Linked DNA regions of Rattus norvegicus: region 1 is linked to region 2. The links are chromatin contacts, called in public Hi-C maps. All regions are on one chromosome and are shown on one strand. Each heading gives the region's core, a stretch centred on a gene start, on an enhancer-like site or on the middle of the called end of the contact. The rest is flanking DNA. Distances are from core to core; before and after follow the strand shown.

Evidence for each region. Hi-C and Micro-C count contacts between places; a contact is called where the count stands out from the background.
Region 1: a contact with region 2 is called in a Hi-C map of the A7r5 cell line, with 2.2 times the contacts expected there. The contact joins the promoter of Klf13 here to the enhancer-like site in region 2. A contact is called at or near these places in 3 of 12 Hi-C or Micro-C datasets (the A7r5 cell line, mammary epithelial cells and prefrontal cortex).

What each region holds. Positions count from the first base shown.
Region 1 is chr1:126,946,576-126,952,364 of GRCr8, forward strand. Klf13 (KLF transcription factor 13) reads right to left here and starts at 1,861. Exons shown (of 2, transcript NM_001109147.1): 1 at 1,661-1,861. The coding sequence starts at 1,766.
Region 2 is chr1:126,897,514-126,903,685 of GRCr8, forward strand. No RefSeq gene overlaps it. Among named protein-coding and RNA genes, the nearest start is that of Klf13, 48 kb to the right of the region's middle. Within about 2 kb of position 4,123, at least 3 of the 93 cell types and tissues checked have an H3K27ac peak or open chromatin away from gene starts, as enhancers often do. A contact at or near this core is called in the A7r5 cell line, where this site is marked.

The sequences.
Region 1 (5,789 bases), core at 611-3,110, 47 kb after region 2:
GGCAACCATGAGCAAAACTGCAGGACTTGACTTGGGGCTGAAGAGAAGGTTCAGTAGTTAAAAACCACTTGCTGCTCTTACCGATGAGGGAGGTTCAGTTCCCAACACTGACAAGGAGGCTCTCAACCGTCTGTAGCTCCAGATCTAGGGGAATCTGAAGCCCTCTTTTGGTCTCCAAAGGTACTGCACTCCTATGGTGAACTTACAGGCAAAATACTTACACGCATTAAAAATTTCTGGACAATTCAGGGCGTGGTGATGCATACCTTTAGTCCTAGCACTCCGAAGCAGAGACAGATTACTGAGTTCAAGGCCAGCCAGGTCTACAAAGGAAGTCCTGGACAGCTACGGCTGGTTACACTCAGAAACCCTGATTTGAAAACACACACACACACAAACCAAAAGCCAAAAAAACTCCTTCAGTACATGAAATTCTGTTTTATCAGGCTACACCCACACACAAAAGGGGGTGATGGAATGGGGGGGGGGGGCTGCACAAACCCTCTTGGATGCTTGAGTCATTTTCTCTTCTGCTCTTCAGAGGTCATCTTGACCAGACAGACCAGAACTAAGGATGAGAATGCATGGTGGTGTGCTGCCCACTTGTACTTCAAGGCCAAGCCTCCTTACTAACAAGCTGTATTATCTTTGTTTACACAATAAGGCATTGCCAAATAGAATGCGTTCCTCAAAGCAAAATGGCACAATGGGTAAGGACACCCATTGCCAAGCCTGGTAAGTCGAGTTTGATTTCTGGAACCCACATGGTAGAGAGAACTGACTCCCCCAGGCTATCCCCTGACCTTCATGTGTATGCTGTGAGACGTGCACTGTGCGTGCACGAGTGCGCGCATGCACACGCATACACACACACACACACACACACACACACACACACACACACGAGTAACTGTAAAAGCAGCTTTTAAAAAATGAAACACCGAGAGGTTTTTAAAGAAGGGTGCTAAAACACACCATCTATGAAGCCAAACCTCACACAACTGGCCAAGGACGGAGACAGCAACACCACTGAGCCTTACAGACAACACGCAGGTCTCGGGCCCTTCCCCACCCCTCAACGCAATGTTAAAAACTCTAGTTGTTTTTTTTTTTTTTTAACACTATGAAATAAAATTCTGAAAAACAAAAGAACGAAAGCCTCAATTCTGCAAACATCCTTGAAGAGGTGACCCTCGGTCATATTAGGAGGATGGCATCTAAGTTACACAGAGGAGGGGTGGGAAGGCATTCAGTGATGGGGACACCAGACAGCCCTCTACTCAGGGGCTAGGCCAGGCCTCTTGCTGAGGACCAGCTGCTGCTCCCTAGTGAAAGCAGGCAGAGCTGGAATGTTTAGACTGAGGGAAGCAAAACCAGCCCTGAATCTGAAATCAGTACAGCAAATCTGGACATTCCTTTGGTGCTGGACTGGGGGCCTGCCACACACGGCAACTGCAGAGAGTTGCCTTCCTGGCAGGTCCACACTGAAAACAGAATAAACAGTCCATAAAACAATCCAGCCCCCTTGACATGCATAAACCACGAGACTGACCCTGCAGGACCATAAGGGGGGAGCCTCAGCGAATAAACTATCTACCAGGTGACCTAGACCAGCAGTACTGGTCAGAAAATGGACGAACCAGCTTCCCTGCTTACTCACCAGGCTCTCTGTTGGGGCAAGGATATATAAAGTGACCGACAGTGAGACAGAGTAGAGACCCTGGCAAACCAGGAGTCCCTGGGAATGTACTGTTGTGTCCACTCATGGGCTGGCCATTCCCACAGGGACATTCCCATCAACAGCCAGGCGTATGGACAGGAGAGCCCGGCCAGGTGCGGCTGACCCAGGCTGCCTGCAAGAAGCAGTCGGAGCTTAATAGCAGACATAATCCTCACTGGCATGGCTGAGGTGTAAAGCTAGTTCACACCCTAGACTCCTCCAGGAAGACTGGCTTTGGGCAGGAAGGTAGGTGGCCCCGGGGGCTCTGGAAGCTCCACTTATGGGCATCTGAGCACTCCAGGAGAAGAGAAGCAGCTCCCCAAAATTTTCCATGGAACTTAATCAGCCTCAAAGCCAATAAATCCTGGTGTGGTGTTTACGTAAGCGCTCCCAGCCTCTGGCCCTCAGCCAGTGCTCCAAAACCTACGCTGTGCCAGCTGTCGGCAGTGGGGTGCCCTCTGTGCTGCCCCCACCCTGCCTCACCAACCTAAAAGAAAAAGTCAATGAATCATAGAAATGTTCCTCCTATAAATGGAATATAAATGTTTATTAAGAAATTACGGGAACCAGGTCAGGCATTTTGCAATCTTAGTCATACTAGCTAATTAAAAAAAAAAAATCAAAATAGAAACCCATCTTAGAAACTTGAGACAATGAAAGCTTCTCTAGCCAAGGAGCGCTTGGAGCCTAGACTCAGCTTGGTTGTCAAGGCAACTCAGTATTTACCTCCAGTTCTGCTGTGTAGGAGGATCCTGACTGGGACCAGGAACAGCCAACCAAGCCACCTCCTCCCCAACACCACACAGGAGAGGTGCCAGGGTGTCCCCAGAGAGCAGAAGGAGGAAGCCACAGCTTCCCTCGGGGATGTGTACTGTCTCCCCAGCATAGACACCTATAGCACAAGGGAGAGGCACCTACATTCTCCTTCCTTCAGCCCCCTGTGCCCCAGTTCCTTGAGGGCTGGAAACCACTGAAGGCAAGTTAGAACCAGCTTGAGTCCAAAGTATAAGGAGGAAAGAAATTAAGGGTGGATGTGCCCAGACTGCACCCTCAGCTGGACAGCCCATGCCCACACTCAGATCCTATCCAGGCTCCTAGTCTGTGGGGAGGCCTGAAGGAGAGCAAATTCCCTCCTGTTCAACTACCGGTCCCCTCTATATCCGGAGACCAGTCCTGTCTGCACAGGCACCTCCAGACACGCTACTCCCTCCTGCTCTGCTCTTGCAGGGCATCAGGCTTTCTAAAGGGTTCAAGTACCACAGGGACAAACGTTCCTGCTGCAGCCTGTATACCTACAGGGCGTCTTACGGCTGACTTCCATCCAAGGGAGCAACTGACCCATGTGCCGGCTGAACGGCTCATATATAATAGTGTACAAAGTACACGCAAAGGCACATATGCACACATGTACATGTGGGCACACATCCATACACACCCACGTAAACTCTTTCTTCCAAGCCAAGCTCCACGAGTAACTGGACAAATGAGTTTGAAACTCTGGATCATAATTCAGGCTAAGAGACAGATGTGGGAGTGAAGGCCTATAATTCTAGCTCTTTGAGAGGCTGGGGCAGGAGAACCCCAAGTTCCAGCAGAGCCTAGGCAACTTAATGACATTACTGATGGAGAAAAACTGCTGGGGCTCAGTGGAAAAAGTACTTGCCTAGCATATATAAAACTGGGGATTCAATCTCTATGGGGACAGGAAAATAAAGACTGAAGTTTCTCAAAAGCTAGAGTGTGAACTTAAGAGTGATACAATTATCCAAAGCATGAAGTCTCTCCATGGGACAGGCCGTACCAGAACCTTGTCTTGCAGGCCTGGCAGTTTAGGAAAACCAGCTTTCTGACTGCTAACATGGCAGAACCGTGCCAGTGCGGGTAACACCCTGACTGTTCTATTTGAGAGAGCCACATCCCTCCACGAAGTCTGGCAGGCACACAGCCTTGACATATGGACATTCTGCAGAGCCCCACGCTCGCACAGAAGACACCATGGGTTGTGTCAGGCCAAGTAGCAAAGGGGGCACTCTAGAAAAGATGACAGCTCAAAGTCCCTTTGTGTCCCAGGTGCTGCCATGGGCTGATAGTCAAAAACAGCAGATCAGAGAAAATCTTCCTGAGAACCTCAGAGAGCCTGAGGCAATCTGAGGGTCCCAAAGGTCACCTACGAGTTGCAGGTCACTCAGCAAACCTGGTAGGAGAGGAGCATGGGAGAAACATGTAGGCACCATCACCACTAAGCAAACCAAGGTGGTGGGATGGGGTGCTGAGTGCAAGGAAACTGGAGAGGCACGGGCAAGACAAGGGAGAGCCTGCTAAGGACTGGACACCACAGCCAACACATCTTCATGTGACTGCTGGCCACTATGTAATTAGCTTAAGCTCACCGTCCTTGTTCAAACAACATGTTTGGGGCTTGTGGTTGGAAAGAGGCCCAGGTTCACCCCGGGATACCCACCTCTAGGTCCGAGGCCTGAGTGGAACAAGAGCCAGATAGTGCTTTGAGTAGCTCCCCAGCCAATAGCCAGGAGAGTGGCCTAACCTTTCCCACAACTCCAGGCCAATCTTCTGAGCACACACCTCTGTGCACCTTCACTAGCTCCCAGGAGTTTGGTCTATGTGTACAAGTCCCCACCACGATGTCCTCTTTCCCATCGCTTCTTTGTACAACCCTTTCCTACTTCCCAAGCTAAGCAAGCTCCCTTTGTTCTTTCTCTTCCCCAGTCCTGTGTGTGTGTGTGTGTGTGTGTGTGTGTGTGTGTGTGTGTGAGAGAGAGAGAGAGAGAGAGAGAAGGGGTGCAAGTGCACATGGTCATCTGTGGAGACCCAAGGTTGTTGACTCCAGTTGATACTTTCCACTTTTATTTTTTGAGACAGTCTCATTGATTCAGCTAGGCTGGCCAGCCAATGAGCTTCAGGGGTTCTTCCTGGCTCTGCTCCCATCCCCAACCCCACCCCCAGCTAGGAAGAGTTGGGGTTACAGGCCCAGGCTGCCTCCACAGCTTTTCACACAGGTTCTGTGTGGACTCCGGACCTCATGCTTAGGATGGCAGGCCCTCAATCAAGTGAGCCATTTCCCAAGCCTGTTCTCTGTTTTTACAGTTAAGGACAATAAGGGGTCAGAAAAGGAATTCACAGCAGTAAGACATTCCTGCTGTTACTGCAGGACTGACACACTCTGGTGTGTCTTGAAAACCGATTCTTAGGATTCCCTAAAGCTACCTTACCTGCACACCACAAGAACTTCCCAGAAGACTTGTTCCTTGTAGAGGGTGGACCCTTTCCAGCAAGGCTCCCAGGCCCCACAAGAAGAGCTCATCTGCCTTGGGATCCCACATACGAAACCCAAGGACTGCTCAGTCCCATAAACCTGAGGACTGTGCCGACTTCAAAGGTTCTCACCGTAAGAAAAGAGGTAGCCAGGAAAAGGACCACATACCCATAAAGGTTAACTACTGGCTCTCCAACTTGGTGTGTGCTACCAATGTGGCTGGGGCAAGGTGATCCTCTATGAAGTCTCTGGCTGCTGTCAAACTTCTTCCACAGGAGACCAACCAGTGCCAAAGCGCTACCTTTAGAAGTCCCCTCAAGACCCAGGGAAGTCACTGAGCCACTGACTCTCTGGCAAGTGGCTTCTTTTGTAACTTGGGGATCAAACAGAGCCTCATTCTTCTACAAGTGTGAGCCACACACCCGAGACCTGATAAGTGTCTTTGAATTTGGGTCCCATGTCTTGCTCTTCCATGATGCACCCTGGGTCTGGCTCTGAGGAGATAAGCCTGCCCTGCCCCCCACACACCCGTGGCAGAAGTACAAGGACATTTAATCTAGGGTTTCAAGCCTCAGGGCTTTTCTAAGCAGGTCACCTTGGGACAGACTGGCCAATGGCCACGGAGTGTGGCCAAGTTCCTGGTTAGCAAGTGTTTTTGTGTTCAGAAAGAGAGAGAGAGAGAGAGAGAGAGAGAGAGAGAGAGAGAGAGAGAGAACACACGAACAGATGCCCACCCCCACCCCCGGGAAAAAAAAAAAAACCTCTGAAAGTATGTTCTTGGTTTGGTTTGTTTGA
Region 2 (6,172 bases), core at 2,873-5,372:
CACTGTCTCCAGTCTACAAAGAGAAAGGTCAACACCGAGGGAAAATGCCATCCACATTTCCAACTGAAGCCATGGTCAAGCAAGACGTTTGACTTAGCATCATGTCGATGGACCACTGATAGAAGAAAGACTAGTAGAGCAGCAGCTCCTCCCAAGCCCAGGTGACCCTTGGGGAGCAGATCTTCAACTGCCCTTCACAGGAAAGCAAAGGTGATTAATTCTGGCCACGTACATGGTCTTAACCACCCCACAGAAAACTATAAGCAGAATTGAAATGAGCAGTATGTGTCTGAAATAGCTCAAAGGACTGCGTTACTATCACTGTATCTCACTAAAGATTCTCTACTTGAAAAAAATAATTGCCCAAGTCTAAGACATGACCTTGGCTCATTTCAACACTGCAAAAGATGTCACCAATTATAACACATACTTCCCCTCTGGAAAGGTGTCCTTCTGCACATAACCACTCTATTACCTGAGTAAATAAGATTACCAGATACCCTACCATCAAAATCACAGGATACCCAGCAGTATCCACGAACATTGCTGGAAATCCTGTAAAAAAAAAAGGTGACCAGTAGGATTGGATTTCTCCTCTAAACTGTCCATTAGATACTGACTTCCGTTGACTTCTCTTACAAAGTTCCAGGTCTTTGCTGCTTATTCAAGAGTCTAGTGTGACAAACAGCTGATTGCACAGTTACTTTATCCCCCTGCAGGCTCTGCTACACAGTCCTGCCATCTGTATGATTACATTTCACCTCACTAAACAAAACTTGGGCTAACCATGATGTTGAGAAACCTTCTTCATTAACTTCGTCTGTTAATGCTCCCCAAGGGATTGGAATAGAGGACAGCCAGATGCTGACCTCAGAATTGAAGCTGGCTGATAAAACACTGCTCGAACTCTCAAGCCAAACAAGCGGCCTCCCCCATGGTTCACATCTTACAGTGGACAAGGTAAGGGGGGGGGATCTTCAGACCTGCTCTTTCCTTTAACAAGGGCAATGCTGCCCCGACTATCACCTATCCTATCAATAGGAATTATGGCAGTACAAATTATCTCTTTTTTTTGCACGTTACAGGTGCCACCTCATTCACATAACATGCTCCTAGTATGTCACTACAGGACGGCTTTATGGGTCTCTGTCATCTGTAAAGTTTTATCACAGTCTTTATACCAACCTTCCTCTGGTGGCTCTAATGGATTCCCCTTTTCCATCAACCCCTTTTCCAGGTTGGAAGCCACTGGAAAGGTCTGTGCTTCCAAAACCTTTAACAGTAGTTAGGGTGACCTCTGAGAAGGGGAACAAAGTAAGTAATAGACAGAGCCTCGATTAACATACAGATAGGAAGAGGGGCTACAACTCGGTAACAAGCATGGCAAACTTCCAAGATGGCCGGCTTCTTTCTCACCTAAGACAGAAGTCTGCAGCTAACAACAAAGGCCCAGCAGGCCCCTCCCTGCCAACCCCCTCCCCCCACCCTCCCCCACCCCGCCTCCCTCCTCTGGCCAGTAGGTCCCCCTGCTGATGCCCATCACAATTGTGGGCCAATCGGCTCTCTTATCCTTGTTCAAACTGACCAATCCTAAACTAGGAGAAAAAGACCCTGTTCCCCTTTAAACCCATGGTAATAAGAGCTACAGTGTTCTTCATCGCACTGCCCACCAGTTTCCCAGGATTGGAGCCTGGCACAAAGAATTATGTTAGCCCTGCTGTACCAAAGAAATGTAAGATCAGAGCAACACAATTCAAGATCCGCTTGACTCTTTAGCTGTCACACAGAGCCAAACCTCCTGATCACTACCAACGGAGGGACTCGTGCCCTCCCCTAGTGAAAAACACTGCTTCCATACCTATAGTTCAAAACCGGTTTGCAATAGGACCCAAAGACCTAGAGGAGGAAAACCCTTCTCTTCTGCTGGGCTCTTGGTCCCCTCCCATTCCGCTCTTCTTCTCACTTACTTCCTTTCTCCTTACTGTGCACAAACTTACGTTTTTATCCCATGTTTTGAACTTTTTACAGACATTCCCGCTGGACTACATCACCACGACCACCTGGTACACACAAAATGGACTATAAAACTCGTAGAGTCTCTAGGCCCAAGAACCCCCAAAGGACATGTTCCCCCCTGCCACCAGAAAGTAGCCAGACAGAAAACCAACAACCCCATTGCTTATTTGTAAAGGATCTGAAATAAAGAAAAATGCTCCCCCCGCCCCAAAAAAAACCCATTAAAACAAAACAAAACAGAAAAACAAGACCCGAGAACAAGACCAGGAAACCTGCCATCCACAGAACTCCGGGAAAGGAGCTGACCCCTACCGTATACCCCGGGGCCCAGAAGCTGTAAAACCATGCAGTTTATCTTGTCTCCCACCCCACAGGTTTGAAAAGCAGTTTGTCCAGAAGAACCCCTGGGTCTGGGGAAGTCATAGCCTCTCCTCTCCAACTTACGGTTATAAAAGCTGAACTCAGACTCTGAGCCATGCTTGGGGCTGCCTTTGCTATCTGCCAAGGTAAGCCCCTGAGAGAGCCAAGGGCTCACGATGCAGGTTTAGAACAGCTGCTGAATTCCTCTCCTTGGGCAGGAGAGGCCAAGACGTGGTCTTCCACGGCTAGTTCTTGTTTCTCCTTGTGTGCCTGTTTATTCATCTATAGGGCAGGAGGCTATGCGGGGGAGGGGACCTGCATGCACAGACCTGGAGCTGTTCCTAGCAGACCTTGAGCATAATTTCCACAGGAGTGCTGCCTATCACCACCCTCAGGGCCACACCACCAGCTGGAGTCGCCCGTGCCTGCCTCTGCTTCCCAGTTTCCACTTCTGTCCAGGAGGCGGACGCAGCTGCTGTGCAAACCCCAAAGCCCAATGGGGTTGGCTCTGGGGGACAAGGATAAGCAGACTAATAGTCAAGGCAGAGTGTGGAAGAAAGCTGAACAGCCAAGTCACCCATCCAAGAGGCTGGGGTGACAACTCCGTACTAGGGATTCACCGAAGCTGAGCCTGCAGGAAGTGGGGAGCAACATGCCAACATCCACATCAGAACGTGCTCATCAAGCTCCCAGTCCCAACAAACTAGTGACTCTTTCTGTAACAAATACTGTGGGTTCTCGTTGGGCAAGATGGCTCAGAGGATAAAAGTGTTCCTGCCAAGCCCGACTAGGTGAGTTTGATCGAGACTCGCATGGAGGAGAACTAGCTCCTAAAAGCTGTTGCCAGGCCCCACAGAAGCACACAAGAGAAAGGGGGTGGGAGGAGGAAGGCATTTTTAAAAGAAAGAACCCATGGACCAGTTTCTAGCCATTTCAAACTATCCAAGGCCCCAGGCAGAGACAGAGGTTGTGGTCTTGCACCAGCCAGAGTTGCGGCCAGAGTGGCAGCCATGAGGTGGTATGGCTTCCCCTCAGTGAGATCGAGGTGGTAATTTATACCTGTCCCTCCCCGTGTGTAACAAGGCCTTGCTGGACGTTGCTGGACACACATACAGGCACACACATACATGTACAAAACACACACTCAGAGCTCTCAGGAACAGGCCACCTCTGCTTCAGGAAACAGACCTTCTGAGAGTATCTAGTAGGAAAGGGACCTTTGAGGGAATCAGCATAAGTCTTCACCACACCTATATCAAAGTCCTGTAGTCCCCGATGCTGAAACAGGGTAGACCTCAGAGTTTCTGAAAAGTCATCTACTGGGATCACTCCACTTTGAGGCCCTGGAACAGATCATCCTCCTGAACGTGTTCTGGGAGAGAAGACAGAGCAGCAGTAGCCTCGGGAAAGCCTGAAACACAGGAAAAGACTCATTACAGGTCACTTGCAGATGGAGGACAGAGGGATGTGTGGCCAGGAAGCAGAGGACCCTGGGGGTAATGGTTACAAGGACTGGTAGGGTCAGAGACAGCCTAGCCTAGTCATGGGGAGTGGGGAAGTTAAGACAAGCCAGAGGGAGGGAAGGACGGGGGGGGGGGGGCAGGAGAGAGAGAGAGAGAGAGAGAGAGAGAGAGAGAGAGAGAGAGAGAGTCAGTACTCAGTTCTCTCCCTAAAGATGAGAATGGTGTGTCTCCAGTCCCTCTCTCTGATGGTCTTAAACATCCGCCAGAGATGACTCACCAGCGGAAAAGCTCCTGCTTCTAAGACTTCTGAGTTCCATCCTCCCAGAACTACAGTTGCCCTCCTCTGACCAACCTCTCTCCCCTCATAGTAACAATGTAACTTAAAACAGCAACAGAAACAACTGTGAGTTTACAAAGGATGCTGCCAGCGATTATAATTACCCAAACAACATCCTCTTAATCTAGAGTGGCTCTTGAGCAGGGTGGTAGTTCCCCAGATGGATCAAATGGGAAGATGGAGACAGTGACGTTCCCATCTCTAATCCTAAGAGGGGCTTTGGGAACCAAGTGAGAGGGGGAGAGGGGACCCAGAGGATGGTCTGAGCCAGGTTGAGTATCTCCAGGGACCACTGCCCTAGAGAACCTGTCACTGTCCTGGGAGTAGGGTCTACCCATGAGAAAGCTAGCCTGGGGCCCAAGTCACTGCAGGCAGTTTTTGGGGAGTGGCAGGCCTTGAGCACCCCTCTTCCCATGACTCTGGGTCTCCCAGCCCAACAGGCACCACCAGCCCAGACATGAATCACAGCCTTCCCCATTTCCACAGAAAACACCAGAGGGCAAGCAGTTCAGAATTCCAGGAATTTATGAGAGCCTTGGGAAGTTCTGGGAGGGCTTTCTGAACTGGTCCCTCTGACCTTCCTTTGACTCTGACTGTCCCTGGGAGCCCCTGAAGACTGAAGAGGGAAATATCCTCAATGGCTCCAAAAACTGACATATGCAGCTCCCTCTGTCTCTTACGGCCCCCTCCCAATTCACAGACCCCTCCCAATTCACCCTTGTATTCAGTCCTTCATAGCCCCCCAAAGACTGCTCTACAACCCTCCATAAATTCCCCCACAGAATCTAACCCCATCAGTCCTCACAACCAACTACATCCCCATAGTTCCCACAGCTAGGGAAGCTTCCTCGGCCTCCTGCTCCAGAGAAGGGCTCTGCCTTACCTGTATCAGCGGCCCAGTAAGAACTGAACAGGGGCGGGGTACTACACAGAGGTGGCCATGGTACTTCTTGGGGACAGAGGAAAGGATGGAAATGAACCTGACAGACTGACATACCACACAGACGGTCTAGGTTTCAGAAGATGAATGAGACTTGAAAGCACATGGTTATTTCAGCTTCGGGAAAACAGGAAAAGGGGGAAGTAAACACAAGTGAATACTGAGTGAAGACATGGAGAATGGATTCAGTAAGTCCACTGTCCACTAAGGAGTTCCTCAGGGAGACCGTGAAGGGACAGCAGTCAGCAATGGGATAATAGAAAACACTCAGGACAGGTTGGGGATTTAGCTCAGTGGTAGAGCGCTTGCCTAGCAAACGCAAGGCCCTGGGTTCGGTCCCCAGCTCAGAAAAAAAGAAAAAGAGAAAAAAAAAGAAAGAAACACTCAGGACTGCAGAGAGTCTCAGATGGAGTTGCCCAAGGAATGCGGGTGAAGGAAGGTCCATAGAGAGACATGTGTGCGAGCACAAAGCAACAGGAAGTGACTTCGTGACAGGTTTCAGAGATGGCGTGAATGTGCATTTGTTACACAGGCTGAGGACTCCCGGGCATCTGACTTCCGGTCTGTCGCAATGGATGTGCAAAGCACTGTCAAACCTCATTTTCTATCCTGGGCCAAGCTATCAGTTACGTATGAGACAGAATAAAGATAAACTAAAACAAATCACACCTCCTATGTATCCTTCACTGAAGAATGTGGTCCAGCGAAGTAAGAAAGAAAATGAAGCAAAAGGCATGCGTTTGGGACTACTCACTTGGTGACCCACCAAAGCAGAGGGAGTCCCAGGCCCGCAGGGAGTAGTCAGATTAGGGTAGAAGGGGGAGGAAGGAGTAGGGCAGAAAAATGGTGGTGAGGGGGTAATGTCATGCTACTGACAAGAAAGGGGGGGTGGATTCAAAGCTATGGAGACAAAAATATATGCAAGAAAATCATGCTTCAACTTGAAAGTAAAGAAAACGTCATTGCTTTTAGCTACTAGGTGGAAAGGTAGCCATCCAATCTTTTTAGAACAGATTGAGTGTGTGCGTGTGTACGTGTGTGTGCGTGCATGTGTGT